Regions from separate parts of the Sus scrofa genome. Here all the other regions are linked to region 1. The links are chromatin contacts, called in public Hi-C and HiChIP or PLAC-seq maps. All regions are on one chromosome and are shown on one strand. Each heading gives the region's core, a stretch centred on a gene start, on an enhancer-like site or on the middle of the called end of the contact. The rest is flanking DNA. Distances are from core to core; before and after follow the strand shown.

Region 1 (2,592 bases), core at 44-2,543:
GTATGCCATCACCTGTATGTGGAATCTAAAACAAACCAGTGAACATGACAAAAAAGAAAAAGACCCATGGATACAGAGAAGACACTAGTGGTTACCAGTGGGGGAAGGAGCAAGACAGGAGGAAGGGATTAAGAGGTACAAACTACTGTATATAAAATAAATAAGCTACAATGTTATCTTGTACAGCACAGGGAATTAGGTAACACTGGTAATAACTATAAGTGACGTATAACCTTTAAAAATTATGAATCTCTATGCTGTACAACTGAAACATGTTATAAATCAACTATATCTCAAATTTTTTCAAAAAGGGGGAGAAACAGTACAGTTTTTACAAGACGCCCACTGAATGTCTTTCATACATCCTCAGAGAAGTCAGAAATAGAAAGTTCCAGATCCCAGGAACATGGAAAACCTGATCCCAAAAGGTAAAGTAACATCCTAGACTTGGAAAACAGGAAATTCTAGATGGTTTTTGGCAAAACACACGAGGCCCCGCCTTCTGTGTGTGTGTGTGTGTGTGTGTTAGATTTCTGAGTCTGTGCATTCCTTCCAATCTGAGAATTCTCTAAGGGCTGAGCCTGCTGTTCTCGAGGCGGCCTAGGAGTAACAGTGGCAACAAAACAGCCTACCCAAGAAAGAGCAAAGGATACTGTCCTTGCCGCTGCTTCGCAGAATCGCACATTTCAAAACCCACCCTGCAAGACAGGGCATCTCCCCGACGCCGGGGAAGCTCCTCTCCAGGGAGAGGAGGGTGGCTGTGCTTGTGAATGGGCGCCTCTGTCTTGGGCGTGATGGCTGGATAAGCCACGCTCCTGGGCTGGGCAGGGCTGCGCATCTTGGAAATACATGTTTCTTTGTTGCGATGGCTCCCTGGAGATAACAGCAGCGGCCCAGAGGCGAACACCCAACCACAACTCCAACATCCACACGGAAGGAGGGCATCGGGGGTGGGGATGCGAGAAATTCCATCTGCATGAAGTGTGCTGGGAAAGCCTGGCTGGTGAGAGCACGCGGGCGCTTACGGTGTTGCTGTGACTCAGCTGCTGAAGAAATGTGTGTGCGTGGGGAAGAAAACAGACGGCAACGAAACGGAGGAGTCATGCTTCTCATTGTTAAGGGGAATATATAGAAAATGCTACTGAGCGCCTAAAGCTGAAACGGAATACAAAGCACACACATTTCCCTCCAGCCCCGATTCATTTAAAACGGGAGCTGGCCATCGAGGCACCCGGCACAGTCGGCGAGGTGGTCCACGGGCAGGCCGTGTGCTGGCGTGCTCCTGGGCTGACGACAAGGTACCCGCCCCTCCCCAGCTCCCAGGAAGCCGCCAGGAAGGCTGTGCAGAGCTGGGGGGCGAGGAAGTTAGAATTTAGCTGATGCTCCTGCCCAGCTTCTCCTCCACAACAGGCCGGGAGAAGCAGAGTTTTTGTGGGTGTGCTATTCAAACAGGCAGGCCCTTGTGGTTTGTCTTTTGTTTAATTTGTTACAAGATCACACAGATTTTTTCAACAGAGTTTCAGAAAGTGTCTTGGGAAATCCACAAAAACGAGCTGAATCATCTAACCCAAAGCAGCCAGCAGCACATGGGACCGGCTCCTCCTCTTCTTTCTCCTGAGAGAAAGTGCCCAGCCTCGGTCAGATGTGAGCAAGGACGTGGAGACGGACTCAGGGTCGGCCAGGCCAGCCCGAGCAGAACACCAGCCCTGAAGACCCGAGGACTTTTCCTCGATGGGGGAGGGCACGTGTGACACAACCTCCCCAGGCTTCAGGAGCCCGGGCTGGTTCTGGGAAGACTGCAACCCAAGCAGAGGCCTCCTACGGGAACCTCTCTCCCTCCCTTCTTCCCTTCTCCCCCTGGCTTTTTTTTTTTTTTTTTTTTTCTGTCTCTTGTCTATTCTAGGGCTGCACCCACAGCATATGGAGGTTCCCAGGCTAGGGGTTCAATCCGAGCTACAGCTGCCAGCCTATGCCAGCACAGCAACGTGGGATCCAAGCTGCATCTGTGACCTCCACCACAGCTCACCGCAAGGCCGGATCCTTCACCCACTGAGGGAGGCCAGGGATCAAACCCGCAACCTCATGGATGCTAGGTGGATTCGTCTCCACTGCGCCACAATGGAAACTCCCCTTTTCTTTTTTAAACTCAGGTTCAGCGCATTTCTACCTAAGTCTGCAGAGCAGGTTGTGCTCCTCTTGGCCTGGGGCCTGGCCCTCTGATTAGAGGAGGTGGTAGGTGGGGCCTGTCTGCTCACATTCCAGCCCAAAGAGAACGCGGCTTCTTGCTTTGCAACAGGACTGGGTTTCAGGCCTCCGAGAGTTCAAACCAGTCTTCAAAAGAGTCTCAGTCAGGAAGAATGAAAGGAACCCGAGAGTGGAGGAGTCGGTTGGTGTTTTGACACTGTCTCTTTTCATTAGAGAGTCACATTTCGGGGAGGGAGGGGTTTCCCCTTTTGAAAAATGCTCCCGAAATGCCTGACTCACTGCGCTCTTGCGAGCAGTCAGCACAGTGCCTGGGAGTCTGGGGCAGGACAACCGCAGCCGCCAGGGTTTCAGATGTCGCTGAGCCAGCTTTTCCCACGGGGCCAGAGG
Region 2 (2,592 bases), core at 29-2,528, 640 kb after region 1:
CAGGCAGCCCTGGCCGCAGGATCCTCTTGGACAACCGCAGCGGTCTTGCTGCGTCTTCTTATGCATGTGGTGTGTGCATGCTATGCTTCAGCATTTTTTAAACTCTTCCTTTGAGTAAATTAAAAAAAGTTTGTGAAAAAGTTTGCTCCAGGAAAAGGGAGCCAAAGGGCTCGCTGATTCTTTTAATTGAATAAGGGGGGGGGCGGGGAATGGGGAGCGGGAGGTGGGGGGGATAGAAGAGAAAAAGGTATAGAAATCAGTTAGCCTCATGGACGGCTAGATGAGGTCCCTTGCTATTAAAAACATCCAGAGTGAGCCCTGGGGGTGGCCAACAAAGAAAGGGGTTGCTATTATTTGGGTTCCTGTTAAAATCTGACCCCACAGGGTGCTTTAAATCTCCGTGACCAGGGCACTGCCCTCTCCGAAACAGCAGACCTTCAGATGTGCACGGGAGACGAGACCCGGGATACCATTTAGAGGCCTCTTTGACCAGGGAAGGTCACCGTGTGACCATTTCAGGGGGACACCTGCAGCACGGCTTTGTCAACAGGGCCTTGGATCTGAACAAAACACACGCAGTCACTTCCCACCAGGACGTGACACTCGGGGCCGGCCCTGAGCCGGGCACATCTGGAAGGTGGCTCTTTCAGGGGGGCGTTTTCTCTCCGTTCCACGTCCGGGAGCGGGTGAGCGAGAAGCGCTGCCTTCACAGCCCGACTGTGCGTCAGTGCCATCGGTCGGGGGTGCGGCCAGGGCGCTGGGGCGCCTTGAAGGGCAGGCGCGGAGCCTCCAAGGCCGCTGTTCTGAACCAGGGCCTGGTGGGGGTGGGGGCCGGGTCTCAGGCCGGCCGGGGCTTAAAAACGGGGGATAGAGATGCCACGCAAGGGCGACTGGGCGAGAGCCATCCCTCACCGGGCGTGATCGCAGTTGTCCAGCCGCCGCCCCGGTCGCTAAGGACACTGGCTCAGCCCGCGGGGACAGCCGTGCCGGTGGAGTCCAGGCGGCTCGGTCATGAGCGCTGCGGTCCCGCTGTTGTTAACAGCAGTCCCGGCGACCGTCCTCAAGGCCTGGGAAAATGTCCACAGGCATGAGCCCGCCTTCTGCGCATCCGAACTCTACGTGACTCAGGGTCACTTCTTCACATAAAGAACGCGGGGGCGGCAGCTTGGGGGAGAAAGGACTCAACGCCAGATCGCCCACGTTCAAGGGTGAGCGTCCCGGTCCCGCTGCACGAGGGCTGTGCCGCCGAACGCACAGGCCTGTCAGCTTTTTGTGCGGAATCCTGCCAGGGGAACCCGCGCGCTTGCGCTGGGTGAAGGCAGCGTAGACCAGTGGGCGTGGGCCCGAGGCGCCTTGAGTTCCCAACCTTTACTCAGAAGAAAAACGCCCAACGGCGCTGGACTTCTACCGGGAAGTTTTCTGGGTCCCGGAGAAGGACGTGTCTCCCGCTGCAATTAACTCAGAAGACGCCCCTGCCTCTCGGGGCTGCGGCGCTTGCAGAAGGCCCGGACTGGATGAGCGCCACATACGTCCCCACGCGACGTTGTCCTTCCTTTTAAAAATCATTCCGGGAATCGTTTATTTTCTGGAGTGGGTCGTCTTTATTTGTTTACCCTGGAAACCACAGTTTGACATGCTGTCTTTCGTTCCTGGCGAGGCGATGCGAAAGGCAGAAAAACCCCGCTTGTTTGCAGTGCCAGGGATAAAACACTTGACTGAAGGCCAGGTGCGCTGCCCCCAGAACCTTCCCATCGCCTCTGAGGGACGAACATACATCCTGGATCCGAATCCTCGGCAAGTTCAGGAGGTTAGAGGTGACTCAGTCTCCACGAATGCAGTCTGGTCTTATTTTAAGAAGGCCTCTGAGTCATGTGGAGTTGTGTCAAAACATGTGTTATGTTATGTTATTTTAAAAAGGCAGCTTGGAGGGAGGAAATTGAACCATCTTTTTTTCAGAAAACCTGCCCTTTAATGGAAGAAAAGGGCAAGTCAGTTTCCCACACATCTCCCTCGGTCCCGCAGGCTCTGCTTTGACCCCACACGTATATTCTTCATGGGCTTTGCTATTACCATACTTTCTTGGAGCGTTTCAAGTTTGCAACTTGAGCTGTTCTGACTTCATATTTATTGTTCGATGTGGTTACAGGCACCGCTTAAGACTGAATAACATGTACTATCGCTCTATTATTATCTTGATTGATTAGCTACCCGGTGTGATGGTTCTACAGCTACATGCACTATTTTTATCAATATAAAATATGCATAATTTTAAGAAACTTTGGTGTTCTCAACTCAAATATAGGAATAGAACCGATCCTGTGGCTATTTCGGAGTTGTGACAATGTACTTGAAAGTCCCTGGGAAAGTGGCATGTCTTGGGGGTCAGTCAGCACAGGTCACAATGGGCTATTGGGCTGGTTAGGACCAGCTTCGCAGATCTCGCTGCGGCCTGCGGAGGGGCAGGCCTGCCCTGCAGGTGAGCAGGTCTCACTCGGTGACTCCCCTCTGGCACCGTGATCTCCCTGGCCTTCCCAGGTCACTGCCCGAGGGCCTGGGGGGGAAGAGCCCCGAGAGGAGAGGGAAGCCCAACCA
Region 3 (2,592 bases), core at 40-2,539, 590 kb after region 1:
CAGTGACCTAGCCCCGCGCGGTTGAGAATTTGTTTGGCAAATCATGGGTTCGATTTCCAGTTTAAAACTAGAGTAGGATGGATTTTTTGCCTATAAACAGCGCTACATGTAGAAGACGGATCTTGCTTAAGCAGCAGTATTTTTCAATTCCAGGTCACATCTCCTATGTTATGTCAACCACACCAGAATTAGTCTTTTTGAAAACAGTGCTTTGGTTTAGCTAAAGCCCAAGAAGGTATGTTTATTTCCTTAATTCATTCATCCTAGAGCTCTAGAAAGGGGTGTTTGGTTGTTTTTCAACTGGGATTTTTGCTTTTCTTTTTCTTACTTTGCCTCTGAAGTTAGGCATCCATTGATAAGCTAAGTGCGCAAAGCTGATTTATGCTAAGGGATTGCATCCTTATTGATTATCCTGTTTTTTCTATTTATATTGTATCTTTGCAACATCACTGTAAATCACTTGGTCAAATAACGCTTGCTTCCAGCTCTTTCGATGGTCCACAACACTGAGTATAAATGGCCTGTGAATTCCTCAAGCAGGGAGGAAATAGTTGTGTTTTACTGAAAGGGCACCCCCCCCATTAAGCCAGGGCGGGGGGCGGGGGTATTGGGATAGACTGGGAATTTGGGGTTCGCAGATGCAAACTATTGCCTTTGGAATGGATGAGCAATGAGATCCTGCTGTATAGCACCGGGAACTGTATCTAGTCACTTATGATGGAGGATAATTTAAGAAAAACAGTGTATATGTGTAAGTGTGACTGGGTCACCTTTGCTGTACAGTAGAAAATTGACTGAACACTGTACACCAGCTATAATGGGAAAAAATCATTGAAATAAATTTTAAAATTTAAAAAATATTTTGCTAAATTAAAAAAAAAAAAAAAAAAAAGCAGCCTGGAGGTGGGCTCCAAGGAGAAACCGAGAGATGTGAAGACAGTATAGGGTCTATTTGTATTGGAAATTTTTAAATTTTTATTTTTATTTTATTTTTTTTATTTTTTTGCTTTTGCTTTTTTAGGGCCTCTCCTGTGGCACATTAGTTCCCAGGCTAGGGGTCTAATCGGAGCTGTATTCGCTGGCCTACACCACAGCCACAGCAACTGAAGATCCGAGCCACATCAGCGACCTACACCACAGCTCACGGCAGTGCCGTATCCTTAACCCACTGAGTGCGGCCAGGGATTGTACCCGTGTCCTCATGGATACCAGTCCCGTTTGTCACCACTGAGCCACGACGGGAACTCCTGAGTCACATAATTTAAATCATTACACAACAAGGTCGCTCTGGTGAGTGTGAGCCTCGTGACAGCAGTGGATCTGGTGAAAACGTGGGCAGGCAGCACCCACTCTGTCCAGCTGCTTCGGAGAGGAGCCTTGGGGTCGAAGGAGAGGAGAACTGTCCAGAAGGAAGAGCAGGACCAGGCGGCCGGGGGCAGTGAAGAGGGGAGCACAGGGCTGTCCACGGGGAGGTGGGACCCCGCCAGGGACGCAGCAGCAGCTTTGAGTGAGCCGGGGAGAAGGGGGCAGGCCTCGCCCACGCTGCCTTTCTGCCCTTAACAAGGACGGATGCTGCGAGGAAGGGGTCCAGGCACTTTAACAGGTGCCTCCCAAACCTCACTGTGCACGGTTACCTGGGGCTTCCTGTTAGAACGCAGATTCTGACCGCTCAGCCTGCGATGGGCTGGAGAGCCTGCATCTCTAACCTGCTCCCGGGGACCCAGGTGTTGCCTGAACACAGTTTGAGGAACAGGTGTGACCCGAGGCCTGGCGGGGGCTAACGTGCTCAGAAACAGTCTGTGCGTGTGAGGTTTGGGCTGGTGTTGCCGTGGGGAGACGCCAACGTGCAGGCGGTGGAGGCCGAGCTCTTGGGGCAGAGAAAAGGCCCTGGTAGCCACGGAAGGAGCAGGTTCCCGCAGGAAAGGGGAGCAAAGAGTCACACGAGGGGCCCGAGTAAGCTTCCTGGGTTGGGGGTGAACCCTCCCACACCCCAAGCCGTCTGCGAACCCCCACAGGAGCATGCTCCCGGTTCTCTGCAATTCGACCTGAGTTTCTTCCTCACCGTGGATTCTCTTCTTTTCTTTCCCCTGAGCTTCAAGAAAGGAGGTTCAGGGCATCAGCACTGGGAGCTCGAGCCCAGGTTGCCCGTTTCTGCGGGGGTTTTGTCATCGCAAAAACCTACAGCTTTTCCTTCTGTGCAGGGAACGCCCAGCTCCTCTCGCCGGGTCTTTCTCTCCGGTGAGTCCCCTCGCTCTTCACCCACAACACTCTCACCTGCACCCTGCACCTCTCACCTTCCTGGTCGCCGGACGTGTGTGGGGAGGACGCCACCCTGGCTGGCGGTCGGACAGGCTCCTCAATCCTGACCCCGTTTATCTGGAGATGACGTGTCACACCCCACAGGGGAAGGGCTCAGTCCCACAGGAGTCTCCCCGCCACACACACACACACACTGTGGATGCCAGTCCCAAGTCCAGCTTGTCACCTCTCTTTCTGATCTCCTGGCTAAGGTCAGAGGTTCCAGTGACATTCTCCCGCTAGCGCGGCTCATGGCACCGGGGAAGCGCCGGTGTTCTCCAGCTTATTAAAGAC
Region 4 (2,592 bases), core at 68-2,567, 510 kb after region 1:
GGCGGAGAGAGAGAGGGAGAGAGGAAAAGAGAGAGAAAAAGGATGTTTCTGAGAGAAGCGACTGCGAGTGAATTTTGTAGAACAAGACTCGGGAGAGAACAGATTCCTTACTTTCAAATATCAATACATTTGAAAGGCTAATTAAGAAAAACACAACAGCTACACAAAGAGAATTATCTTTTACAAAATTTTTTGAGTCGAGTGGTATTGAAGTACAAGTGTAGGAAAATTATGTAATTTCACGTACAGTTAAGTGGAGGAGTCTGGATTTTAACCCGGATGAATTCATATAATATTTACTATGTATATTACAGTATTTGAATACATATTTATTTGTGTATAACTTAACTGCCAATGCTATCTGCTTGTCTAGGATATGCTGATCTTATATTGACTATCAGCTCTGTGCAGAGACATACCAATATATATATAATAATAACAATAAATTTATACATTAATATTATAATGTATTTATACATGCACATTTGTAGAAATATGTACATTCCCATGCATACTATATGTATGCAACTGGGAAAGTTCACCGGTCAGGAAGAATGTTTTCTAAATGAGGAGCCACCTTCCCGCATGAGACACTGGGAGTCGGTGAAGGCCGCGATAAAGGTCTCAGAATGGCTTTACACGGCTTGATATGATACGTATTCTTTTCATTTTGGAAGCTGGGCCCTGATTAACACCTTTTTCCCGCAGCACCTGAGCACCGCGAGGGAACCTGGAAGACGTGCCTCATTTGCTGACAGCCAAGCTTCCGCAGCTACCTTTCCATGGGTCACTGACCTTCCTCTCCAGACCGAGGCCGTTGTGGTCACCTGATGTGGTCACCACATCAGTGTCAGGCGTATCGGTCGCTATTTTAATTCTGCTGGTTTCAATGAGGCCTTAAACACTGAGTCAGGAATCAAAGGTTGAAGGGACTTTAGAGACTGACCCCGACGCCGTACTCGGAGATGAGGAAGCAGAGGCTTATCACAGGGAAATGATTGCCTGAGGTCTTGGAACAGCGGGATGGCTCTGAGTTCATTCTCAGTGGCTCACGTCCTGAGTTTACGTTTTTATGATATGGTGGATTTGTTTATCTGTTGGCTCAGATTCTTATATAATTGGTGATTGATATCTGTCTTCCTCGTTCAATGTCCTTCCTTCCTTGCTGAAAGAGAAACATAGAGTTGGAGAAAAACACCTCTATAGAGAATAATAATAAAATTTCTGCAAAAACAGGAAACTTGTCAACGCGACGCCCTTTGCAGTGATGGGACAAACAGGAAGTGAATAGAGTAAGTCGTGAGGCGAGTGGCCTGGTCTCCCGCCTCCGCTCGCTAAGCACGTATTCGGGGCCAGGGCCTCTGCCCTGGGTGGAGGCGGCCCTGGTGTTAGGGAGATTGTCTCTGCCTTTGGTGCACTTACTCTGTTGAGAGGTCACGTCAGTCTGCCAGGGCTGCCACAGCGAAAGACCACAGACGGGGGGCCTACCCGCGGATTCTCCCCCAGTTCTAGAGGCCAGGGGTCTTAGATCACGGTGGGGGCCGGGCTGGGTCCCCTGAGGCCTCTCTCCTGGGCGGGTGGACCCCATCTCCCCCACTCCCCAACCCCTGCCACGTGCTCACATGGTCACCCCTCTGTGAGCCTGTGTCCTGGCCTCTTCTTACAAGGACACCAGCCCTGTGGGTTAGGGTCACCCCAATGACCTCGTTCTAATTAATTACCTTTTAAAAGAACTTGTCTCCACACATGTCACATTCGGCAGCACCAGGAGGGTCGAGTGTCAACATGTGAATTTCGGGGGACACCTTTCAGGCTGCATGTATCTCCCAGGTATCATTTTTACAACAAAACAGAATATCATGCTGCCCTTTTCAGAAATTTAGGCTTGGGGGGGTGGGGTGCCATGTTCCAGAGCGCACGACTCTGGATGGAGCCAGGCTCGAACACACCTTTGTCCAGTCTCTCCCACGTCCCCAGCGGATGGATGTGAACCTAACATCCAACGGGACAAAGAAGGGGCTCAGCGTACCTCCCAGGAGTGGACCTGGGGATGGCATTTCATGGCCAGGCCTGCTCCTGTTTCATCTCCAAGCTTTAGGATCTTCAGCAGTAACTGCTGCTCAGAAATGAGTCTCGGGATGCGGCGCCAGAAGGTGGCCTGACTTTCTGGAGCGAACTGCGGTCCCAGGCTTGTCAAGCACCCACCTGCATCCTCATCTTTACATTAAGGAAGTCGTAGGAAACACCCTCTATCTTTCAGACCTAATGTGTCTGCATTTTTGTCATGAGTGATAACATTTTTTTCCCGCTTAAGTAGTAAATAGGAGAAAAAAAAACCCTGCCGGAAATCTTGCTTCAAAAATAAAGCAGACAAAAACCCAAGACTAGAAATATGATATTTTAAGAGTAGTATTTGGTTCATTTTATTTTATTTGTTTATTTAGTTTTGCTATTTAGGCATATGGAGGTTCGCAGGCTAGCAGTCCAAGTGGAGCTGTAGCCGTGAGCCTACACCACAGTCACAGCAACGCCAGATCCAAGCCACGTCTGTGACCTACACCACAGCTCACGGCAACGCGGGATTCTTAACCC

What was found. Hi-C and Micro-C count contacts between places; a contact is called where the count stands out from the background. HiChIP or PLAC-seq counts read pairs in DNA pulled down with a chosen protein or histone mark.
Region 2: a Hi-C map of embryonic fibroblasts shows a contact between it and region 1, with 3 times the contacts expected there. The contact joins two enhancer-like sites. A contact is called at or near these places in 1 of 47 Hi-C or Micro-C datasets (embryonic fibroblasts) and 1 of 2 datasets of contacts at active chromatin or transcription factors (alveolar macrophages).
Region 3: a contact with region 1 is called in an H3K27ac HiChIP or PLAC-seq map of alveolar macrophages. The contact joins two enhancer-like sites. A contact is called at or near these places in 1 of 47 Hi-C or Micro-C datasets (embryonic fibroblasts) and 1 of 2 datasets of contacts at active chromatin or transcription factors (alveolar macrophages).
Region 4: a contact with region 1 is called in an H3K27ac HiChIP or PLAC-seq map of alveolar macrophages. The contact joins two enhancer-like sites. A contact is called at or near these places in 1 of 47 Hi-C or Micro-C datasets (embryonic fibroblasts) and 1 of 2 datasets of contacts at active chromatin or transcription factors (alveolar macrophages).

The regions. Positions count from the first base shown.
Region 1 is chr10:66,775,847-66,778,438 of Sscrofa11.1, reverse strand. No RefSeq gene overlaps it. Among named protein-coding and RNA genes, the nearest start is that of PITRM1, 220 kb to the left of the region's middle. Within about 2 kb of position 1,293, at least 19 of the 83 cell types and tissues checked have an H3K27ac peak or open chromatin away from gene starts, as enhancers often do. A contact at or near this core is called in alveolar macrophages and embryonic fibroblasts, where this site is marked.
Region 2 is chr10:66,133,442-66,136,033 of Sscrofa11.1, reverse strand. No RefSeq gene overlaps it. Among named protein-coding and RNA genes, the nearest start is that of KLF6, 350 kb to the left of the region's middle. Within about 2 kb of position 1,278, at least 27 of the 83 cell types and tissues checked have an H3K27ac peak or open chromatin away from gene starts, as enhancers often do. A contact at or near this core is called in alveolar macrophages and embryonic fibroblasts, where this site is marked.
Region 3 is chr10:66,188,533-66,191,124 of Sscrofa11.1, reverse strand. No RefSeq gene overlaps it. Among named protein-coding and RNA genes, the nearest start is that of KLF6, 300 kb to the left of the region's middle. Within about 2 kb of position 1,289, at least 4 of the 83 cell types and tissues checked have an H3K27ac peak or open chromatin away from gene starts, as enhancers often do. A contact at or near this core is called in alveolar macrophages, where this site is marked.
Region 4 is chr10:66,263,421-66,266,012 of Sscrofa11.1, reverse strand. No RefSeq gene overlaps it. Among named protein-coding and RNA genes, the nearest start is that of KLF6, 220 kb to the left of the region's middle. Within about 2 kb of position 1,317, at least 18 of the 83 cell types and tissues checked have an H3K27ac peak or open chromatin away from gene starts, as enhancers often do. A contact at or near this core is called in alveolar macrophages, where this site is marked.